Linked DNA regions of Rattus norvegicus: region 2 is linked to region 1. A link is a contact called in public Hi-C data. All regions are on one chromosome and are shown on one strand. The core of a region is the stretch at or near the end of the contact, and the rest is flanking DNA. Distances in the headings are between cores, read along the strand shown. Region 1 has its middle 40 kb from the start of Cxxc5. Region 2 overlaps Nrg2 (neuregulin 2).

Region 1 (4,392 bases), core at 823-3,322:
TGAGTTTGTGACATTTGAGAAGTGTTTCCCAGATGTAATGACAGAAGTAGTTTTGCTGCTAAGGTAAGTCAGGTTCCCAGAGAGGAACTCTTAAGCTTAAAATTTAGAGTGATGCTAAGTAATCAGCCATTGTATAGCTATAACTTACTAGCATAGTGGTTCTCAACCCTTTAAATACTGTGACCTTTTTAATATAGTTCTTCATATTGTGATCTCCAAAATACAGTCATTTTTATTGCTGTTTTATAACTAGTTTTGCTGTCATGAATCATAATGTGATATCTACTTTTCCCACTGGTCTGTACAAGGGTAGTTCCACTCCTAAAGGGGTTTGGACCCACAGGCTGAGAACTGCTGCTGTCTGGCACATAGTCATTAATGGTGACCCAAGACTCCTGTGTTAAGTTTACCTCCTGTCTGGGCTTACCTACTGCCTGAGCAGTCACTTGATAGTACTGTTACAGAACTTTGAGAAAAAAGCTAGTTTGCTTGTCTCTGGTGTTCCTGGGGGGATTGAGGACATGCCACATGATGAAAAGTTGTATTCATGGTGGGAGTTATGAAGAAATGGGTGGCCCGGTTGTATTCTATTTTTTCTTGGGCCCATTGTGGTAGCCAGTAGTCCCAACTTAACCATATTCTTTGAGGCTGTGTGACATACAATATGGCTATCTGACTTTTTGCCTTGTTGTGCAGCCAGACTTACTAACTCTCCCGTTTTTTTATCAGTCAGTGTAAGTCAGTGTAATTTTATATCCTGGCAAGTCGTGGGTGAATATAGGGTTAGGGCATTTGTTGTGGTGCTGCGGACCTTGTGTGTGGTGCATCTGTTTGTGTGGTAGTATGATATGCTATATCAAGGTGCAGTTTACATGTGACTGATTCCATCCTGTGTCCATGCAAACCAAACGTTTAACCCTGTTGTGACTTGGGTCAGAGACTAGTATGGTGAGTCTGCCTTCTTTGTAGTGCCTTTCTGTACAGTTATATATCCATGCGACCCAACTATGCCCTTTTGCAGTCTGTGTTTTTTGACCTCACTCACGGATGCCCCTATCCCTGCTGGCCGGGCTGCCCCCCCCGCCCTCCCCCCCCCCCCCCGTGTGCGCGCTGGCCGCCTGCGCCGCGCAGCGATCGATCGCCATTGATTGTCCCTGACGAGCTGCTCCACTTTCCAGCCAATGTCAGGAGGGGGGGATCTCCGCCGCCCTGGCGGTGTCATTTCCACACACTCCCTGGGCTGCCGCCAGCACGGGCATCTCCAAGAACCGGGCTGGATTACTCAGAGTGCGGAGTGAACCTCCTACTTCGCAAAGGAAGCCCCCACCCCTAACAACACAAGCCCGGTTCCCTGCTTGCTGGCTGGAATACCTGTCTCCCAAGGTGAGTGGACAAATACATGTTGTCCTCACCTGAGTTAAATCCAGATGGGCTTGTGCACCGACGGGACTGGGCTGCAAGCCGCTGGTTCCGGTAGGCAGAGGCGCCAGCAGGCCAACTTTGCTGGCCCGAACAGATGCTAATGATTTTCCGGGAGGCGCTGGTTATCTCTGGCCCCAGCCGGCCAGTTGCAGAGCTGGGCCATCCATCCATCTCCATACTCTGCTTTCCCACCTCTGGGATCTCCACCAGATGACCATACGCCCCAAGTAGGTCTTGAGAGTTGCAGGCTGTCCGGGTGTCCCTGGAACTGTGTCTGGGCTGCGTGGGAATATATGTTGTATCCACTCTGGATGTACTAGTATCCATGCCAAAGGGCCCCCACTACATACCCACCTAAGCAGGGGAAACTGGGTCTTGCAAAAGACTGAGGTCATATACCCCCATTCCTGCTCAGCTGAGTGGGGTCACCCCTCTGAAAAGCCATCCTTAGTGGGGGAGAGGGTGGTATTGGGGGGGGGGGAGAGACCGCAGCCCTCCTCCTTCTTCCTTCTCAGGGGCCGGAGCCAGTTTCCAGACTCCCTGGTGGAAGTGCTGACGTGGCTTTGGGCAGCTGTCTGGGGCCGGGAAGCGGGGCAGATGTCACGCAGCCCAGGGGAGGAGGCGGCTCCCTGGGAGGGCGGGCAGGGCTTCTGGCCAGGCAAGACTACCTCCTCCCCCTTCGACCTGGCTCTGTCGGTCTGGATCTGGGCGCAACCACTGAGCCCAGCTGACTCGCTCAGAGAAGGCTCCAGTTCCTGTGTGTGTGTGACTGACAGCCGCAGCCTCTCTGATTCCTTCTCACCTCTCGCTCGAGAATAAAGCACACCTACATTGCACGGGCACTCAAGTGAAAGCAGGGATGTGTAAAGCCTGGTCCCAATGCTAGGCACATTGTTGCTGCTCAATAAATGTTAGCTGTTGTTGTCTTTACAAGTGGGAACTTGGTGTGTCCAAAGGCAAAACTGAGTCCTAAGGGTGCCAGCTGGCGTCAGAGATCATTGCAGCCAGCCTGCTGCGGCACTGCCCCTGACTGTCTACATTTCTCATGCTTGTCCCTTCTCTCTGCAGTGTCAGCCCCTCTTGGCTCTTCCTACTGCCAAGCCGCCCCCCTCCTTGCCTCTTCTTGTGGTTCCCTCCTATCTGGCGGCCACATTGGGTCCCTCGAGCAACACAGCCCCTTGGGAACAGCAATCGATGGGGCGGAACAGCCTCCCTGACAGATGGACCCACGGAGGCTGGGCTGTTTCTCCACAGCTCCCTAGGAAACCGGAGACAAGAGCTCAGCCACCATGGCCACCTCCTAAATAGAAGGGATGGTGTGTGTGTGTGTGTGTGTGTGTGTGTGTACGTACGTGTACATGTTTAGAGCTTCCTGTTTAGAGCTTCCTGCCAGCCACAGACTCCGGTAACTGGCTGGCAGGAAGAGATGGGCTTGGCAGGGCAGGGCAGTTGTATGTCCACCTTCCACCCTCACCCAACCTTTTCCTTAGGCCCAGAATCATCTTTGGGTGAAGCAGTATAGGGTTTGCGTGGCATTGGGATGGAAGAATCTCTTTCTGGGCACTGGAGGTTGGTGTGTGGGTAGGTAAGCAGGCAGCCAGTTCACATCCCTGTGGCCACAAGGGGGCTTTGAAGCTGGAGTGGCAGCTTCCTCTACCTATACTGCTGAAATGATGAACTGGTGGCCCCTATGCATGTGGTGGTAGGGCTGGAAAATACCCTTGCCTCCTTCCAGGCTTTCTCACACCTCATCACGCCTCAACACTACTGACATTTTAGGATTTAGGTCCATTATCAGTGGTCTCTAATAAGTAGATGCCAGGAGCAACATTGTAGACAAAAGAGTAGTGGGGCTAGTTAGGGGAGCATTCACCCATAGTCCCAAAACCTGGAAGGAAGAAGCAGAAGCATCACACCATGAGTTTGAGAGCCAGCCTTGTCTACATAGTCAATTTTAAATCAGCCAGGGCTAGAATGGGACTAGATCCTGCCTCAAAACAATAACTGAAAAGTCTCTAAGGGCAAGCGCCTCAACACCAAACACCTGGAGGTGATAGACTACCAAGGGGATGCCAGAGATCTGCAATAGTGAAAGTTTGATGGCCCCAAACATCCCTGCTTCCAGCCTTCTCAGGTCCAGAATTACCTCCCACTACTAGCTTGAAACAATCTACCTGAGGTGGCAGGGTTTCTGGCGTCCTTGTTTATCCTTAGGGTTAGATACCTCGCTGCATTGCTGAAGCTACTGTCATAGAGGCACAGGAACAGATAGGGTCATGAGGCCTCTTGAGGTGCTTTAGTGACCTGTGCAGCCAGTTCAGCATGGGAACACCAGCACTAATGATCAGCCTCCTTCCCATGGTGTCCTGGCTGCTTCCCCCAAGGTCATTGTTGGCTAGGGGTGGTGCTGGCAGAACTCAGCTTTCGATTGCTGGGGATGTAAGAGATTGTGAACACAGGTCCAGTGGGCCAGACAGCTGACAGCTGGGCCACCTGAACACTGAGCTGTTTCAGAAGGCAGAAGGGAAGAAGGCAGAGTAGATCAAACAGTGCCAACCCACAGCCTTTAAAGTAGAGAACTGAACTGGGGATGCCCTCTGGAGTCACCTCTTGCACAGGCAGGCAGAAAGGGGACAGCTTAGCACTGTCTTACTCCCGGAAGTCCCTAATTCACCTCACCCATTTCTTTCCTGAATCATTCCTAGCCTGCATTCAGGCCCCAGAAGAGACAGTGCCCAGAATAACAGTTCTCTGACAGACCTTATTCCTAGGGAAGTGAGCTCTTCTTCTGAGGGGGAACTATCAGGACACGGGTCAGCAGGTGCCTCTGGGGAGGGATCAGACTGCCTAAGCGGACGAGGCTATAGAGATTAGCGATGACTCGAGATTAAGGCAATTTAGGATGAAGAGATGGCTCAGTTGTTCAGAACACTTGCTTGACCTGGGTTTGATTCCTTGCACTCAAATGGT
Region 2 (4,392 bases), core at 1,082-3,581, 210 kb after region 1:
TCTGCCTCTCTGCCACGCTCCTCTGTGAGTGTCTAGATCCACACTGGAACCTTCAAGAATGTGCATAAGCGTACACATATTCACCCCACCTCTCTGGAGAGAAGGCTTCAGGCTCTGGCTAGAATATTTGTTCCTGGTATTCTTGGTAGCTGACAAGAAAGACTCTTTACCCTGGACTCTATCTGCCTCCTCCATGCCTGAGATCAGACCATCAAAGCAGCATGTTTAGACAGGCCCTGGCTCTGAGGGGGGTACACAGTTAGGGAAGGAGCAATATCCTGTGGGCTCAGGAGCAGCAGCTGTTCTGGTCCTTCTGGCAATGAGGGTGCCCATTATGTTGTCTTACATGTCCAGACTCTGCCTGTGACATGCCTGAAGCCCCAAGGGTCATCTTTGCCTCCGCTGCCCCAGTGCCAACCCCACAACCCTTTCCTCTTCACCCACCTGGGCAGAAAACTGTTGCCTCAGTCCAGCTTCCCGCTGCAGGGCAGGAACTGGGCTAGAGTTCTGAGGCTGAGTTTAAAGCAGAACGATTTGCGTCAGTCCCTTGGCTGGGTTCCTTAGCACCCAGGGGGACACCTTATAAATGATTTGGAAGGAAGACTTGGAGCAGGTCCTGGGAGCTGGGGCCAGAGGGACTGGAGAGAGGGTCACTTCCGCTCGGGGACTACCTTGGCCCTATCCAATTTTTCTTCCAGTACCCACATGCCTCATCCTAGGCCCTCCTTCTATCTTCCCTCCTCACCTGGGGCTAGGTACACACAGTCAAACAGGAGTTATTTCTGATTTTATTTATAATATAAAAATGTTCAAGTGTCAACAGTCAGGTGCTCGGACATGTCAGGGCTCCCATTTGTTTCTGTTCGGGATTTTTGTTGGCTTTTTAGACAACTGCCTTTCTTTTTTTTTTTTTTTTTTTCTTGACAAATTAGCATTGGATCCAGTTGTGAGGGCTGGCTGGGGAGGGCAGGACTGGAAGATGAAAGTCATAGGTGGGTTGGGAGCTGGGCTGTGAGGATATGGTGTTACTTTATTGCTAAAAGGGGAATCGAATACACTGTTGGAGTGGCTCTTCCGGGTCCCAGCGTGACCATGCATTCAATCTAAAGAATCTGAAATGCGAAGGACATGCAGGCGTAAAATAGAAAAGACGACCTGTAAACGAAGGTGCTGCAGAGGACAGAGGACATCCTGGAGGCCGCAGGGGAGGAGGAGCCATGAAGGTTGGGCCCCTGGTAGAGCTGCCCCCTCCCTAGGCGGGGGGGCTGGTGGGGAGACAGCCTTCTCTGTCCTCTTTCCCTTAGCAGCTGTGAGGGCTGGGGAGGACCTTCCCCATTCTAGTTGCTGTAACGGGAGGCCTGTGTCTCCTCCTGGAAATAACCCCATCTCAATTCCAGCTCGAAGGCTAGGATCCCTGCCCTCTCTGTTCAGGACTCCAGATCTGGACTGGGGAAGATAAAATTTCGTCTTATCTTCATCTTCTTCCTCATTGTTCATTACCCTCAGAACCATTAGAACCTCACAGTCTCTTCTTTACCTGCCTTTTCTCACCCCCACCAGTTTGGGATCCTATAAGCGCCCATCCCCACACTGCACCCCAGACGGCTCTCCAGGAGCCCCAGATTAGCGTACAGCAAAAGGCACCACAATATAGGTTTCTATTAAAGAGTCAAAAAAATTGGCCCATCTCTCTTTTTTTTTTTTGTTGTTTCTTTTTTTTTTCCGAAGCTGTAAATCAGGATGTTACATATAAATAGTTTCCCTATAAAAACGTCTTTGCCGTTAGCTAGTATTATAAGACAATTTTTTTTGCTAAAATGAAAATAAAACATTTTGTTATACTTTTTTCCTTTTATAGAAAATAAAAATATTTTTATTTCTTTGTTCGCTCCTTTTTCCCTCTCCAGTCGGTGGTCTCCGCTCTCCTCGGAGACGTGAGGCGGGCGAGGCGGGAGGCCTTAGAGGGGCCCGGAGTCCTGCTTTGCCCTCGTGGGCGGCCCCCGGCTGTGTCTGCTGCTGGCGCGCGTGCTGTGGCTGTCCAGGGAGTAGTAAGTCCTGCTGTCCGCCGCCGGGCAGAGCGGCGGCGAGTCCGAGCGCAGCGCGTCGTGCGCCGCTCGCAGGCCGAGGAAAGGCGTGCTCTCGGCCGCCAGCGCCCCGTCCGCGTCGTCCGCATCGTCGTCCGAGGCCGACGCCGAGCCGCAGCCCGAACCGCTGCTCAACGACAGCGAGTCCCGCGCTGCGCGTGCGCGCTGCGCAGCCAACCCGTTGAGGCGGGAGCGCCGCCAGCGCCGCGGCCCCGCCGACGTCCTGCGGGACGCGCCGCGCGTGCGCGGCCGCGGCGGTGGCGGGGGCGCGCACTCCTGCGTGGTCTCGTACTCGTCGTCCTCCGGGATGCGGAAGGGGCTGGCGGGCAGGCTGCCCAAACTGCCTCCCAGCGCGCAGGCGCCGCGCCGCGGCCCGGGCCCCGCCGCCGGGTAGTAGTAGCTGTCGTAGCTGCGCTGCATGTCCGCTCCGGGCCCTGGCCCCGGGCCGGGCGGCGCTGGGTGCCGCAGGAGCGGCTGCTGCTCCGCTAGGCGGTAGCTGATGGGCGCTGCGGGTGGCAGCGACACGGCGTGGGCAGAGTTGGGCGACGTGATCTCGAAAGTCGGCACCTGGGTGGCCAGCGAGTAGTGGAAGTCCACGGGCGAAAGGCGCGCGGGCGTGGTCAGGGCTGACACGTACCTGCGGGAGAGACAGAGGCGTGGGTCGGGAATTAGGGTGCAGTGCCAGTTCACCAGAGATTCTAACCAGAAAGGATTCTGTCCATGAGAGTGAGGGGCTGTGACTCTGACCATGTTTAGTTTCCATGATCCTCCCAGCCTGTTCCTGTCTGTTAAGCATAGATGACTAGAGTGTTTACTCCAATATGATGCTGGAGGATTTCAGAAATGTACTAGGGGAGTACAGTAGGGATGTCTCCGGGGCACGCTCAGCTTGGGGTGTGGTCTCATCTATTCTGTAGCACCTGAGGGTGAAGGCTATACAACTTATAGGAAAAAAGGGACTCAGACTTTAAGTGCCAAGGACAAAATGACCAAAATGTGGTCTGTTCCATTCTTTCTGAATCAACTAACTCTTTTCTCCCTGTTTCACCTAGACACCACTAGGTGTCTCTACTTAGAGCCGATGATCCCTAGGTCCTTGAAGGCCTGTTTCTTGCTAATACCTCCCAGTGTGAATCCTGGGTGACTGTCCCTGTGATTTGAGTCCAGATTAGGCAGAAACCAGTATGCTTATTCCAGGACACTAGCCACCGTTCAGAGACTTCCTGGATTTGAGCTCACTGCTTTTGCAAGGACAGTTTATTCCCCGGCTTGGCTTGAGTGAGGGAAACATGCCTTTTTGTATTGTAGCCAAAGGCCGCCACAGGGAAGTGACACCATGTAGGCATCTTAAGCCAGGGCTGAAAGATACCAAGATAACAACTGTCTCCACTCCTCTTACTTCCTTGAAAAATTTGCTTTTGCTAATATATCTTCTGATGATCCTTTTTGTCCCCCTCCCCCCAACCTCCATGAGCCATCAGCCTCCGCTCTTGTCCACTTGAGCACCTGGATCACTCTCCTACATGCTTTTCTTTCAGACTTCACTGCCAGGTGCTTGACTGCTCTCTGGAACTGGCTTAGAGTCTTTTTTTTTCTTACTGAGTCCATTGACTCCCCCCTCCCCACTTCACTTTCTCACATGCAGATCAGGTTAACTACTAAGTCCTACTCACTCCCTGTCTCCTGAAGACAGATTCTCTGGTCATGCCACCACCTTGGAGTCTGACTTTCACTCTAGGAAATTCTCAGGGCAAACAAAACAAAATACCCCTACCTTCACCCCAGACCAACCAACCAACCAACCAACCAACCAACCAACCAACCAACTAACCAACCAACCAGCCAGCCAACCAACCAAAACAGCTCTGCTAAGGAAGGCCTTCCTATTTATCTACCCAGGCTCTTCCTCCCAAGTGAGCAGAAGGCAAGGCCTCTTGGTCCATCTCTGTGTCCCCAGCCTGCCTGCTGAGCTCCACTGCTCCCATAGTCCATCCTGTTTCTCGTAAGCATGCTCAGGTATTTCTCCTAGAAAGCATCCCTTCCCCATCTCCCTGTCTATTTCTTCCCACCATCTAGTGCCGATGACAACAGAGACAGGTATGAGTGAGGCAGAGCATTGTGCACTATCCTGGGGCCTTTTCCAGCCCCATGTGCGGCAGAAATTGTTTCCCCCTATCTACACAGAAGGGACAAATTTGAAGTACCCACCCCAGATCATTCAGAGAGTGGAGCTGGACTCAGAGGGGGAAATCTTGGAGTCTGTATTTGGACCAGGTTTCTCTGCCCTAGTGTGGTGTCTATAATACTT

Evidence for each region. Hi-C and Micro-C count contacts between places; a contact is called where the count stands out from the background.
Region 2: a contact with region 1 is called in a Hi-C map of liver, with 2.3 times the contacts expected there. The contact joins two enhancer-like sites.

The regions. Positions count from the first base shown.
Region 1 is chr18:27,687,114-27,691,505 of GRCr8, forward strand. No RefSeq gene overlaps it. Among named protein-coding and RNA genes, the nearest start is that of Cxxc5, 40 kb to the right of the region's middle. Within about 2 kb of position 2,073, at least 57 of the 93 cell types and tissues checked have an H3K27ac peak or open chromatin away from gene starts, as enhancers often do. A contact at or near this core is called in liver, where this site is marked.
Region 2 is chr18:27,891,975-27,896,366 of GRCr8, forward strand. It overlaps Nrg2 (neuregulin 2), which reads right to left. Exons shown (of 10, transcript NM_001136151.2): 10 at 1-2,721. The coding sequence ends at 1,959. Among named protein-coding and RNA genes, the nearest start is that of Psd2, 55 kb to the left of the region's middle. Within about 2 kb of position 2,332, at least 78 of the 93 cell types and tissues checked have an H3K27ac peak or open chromatin away from gene starts, as enhancers often do. A contact at or near this core is called in liver, where this site is marked.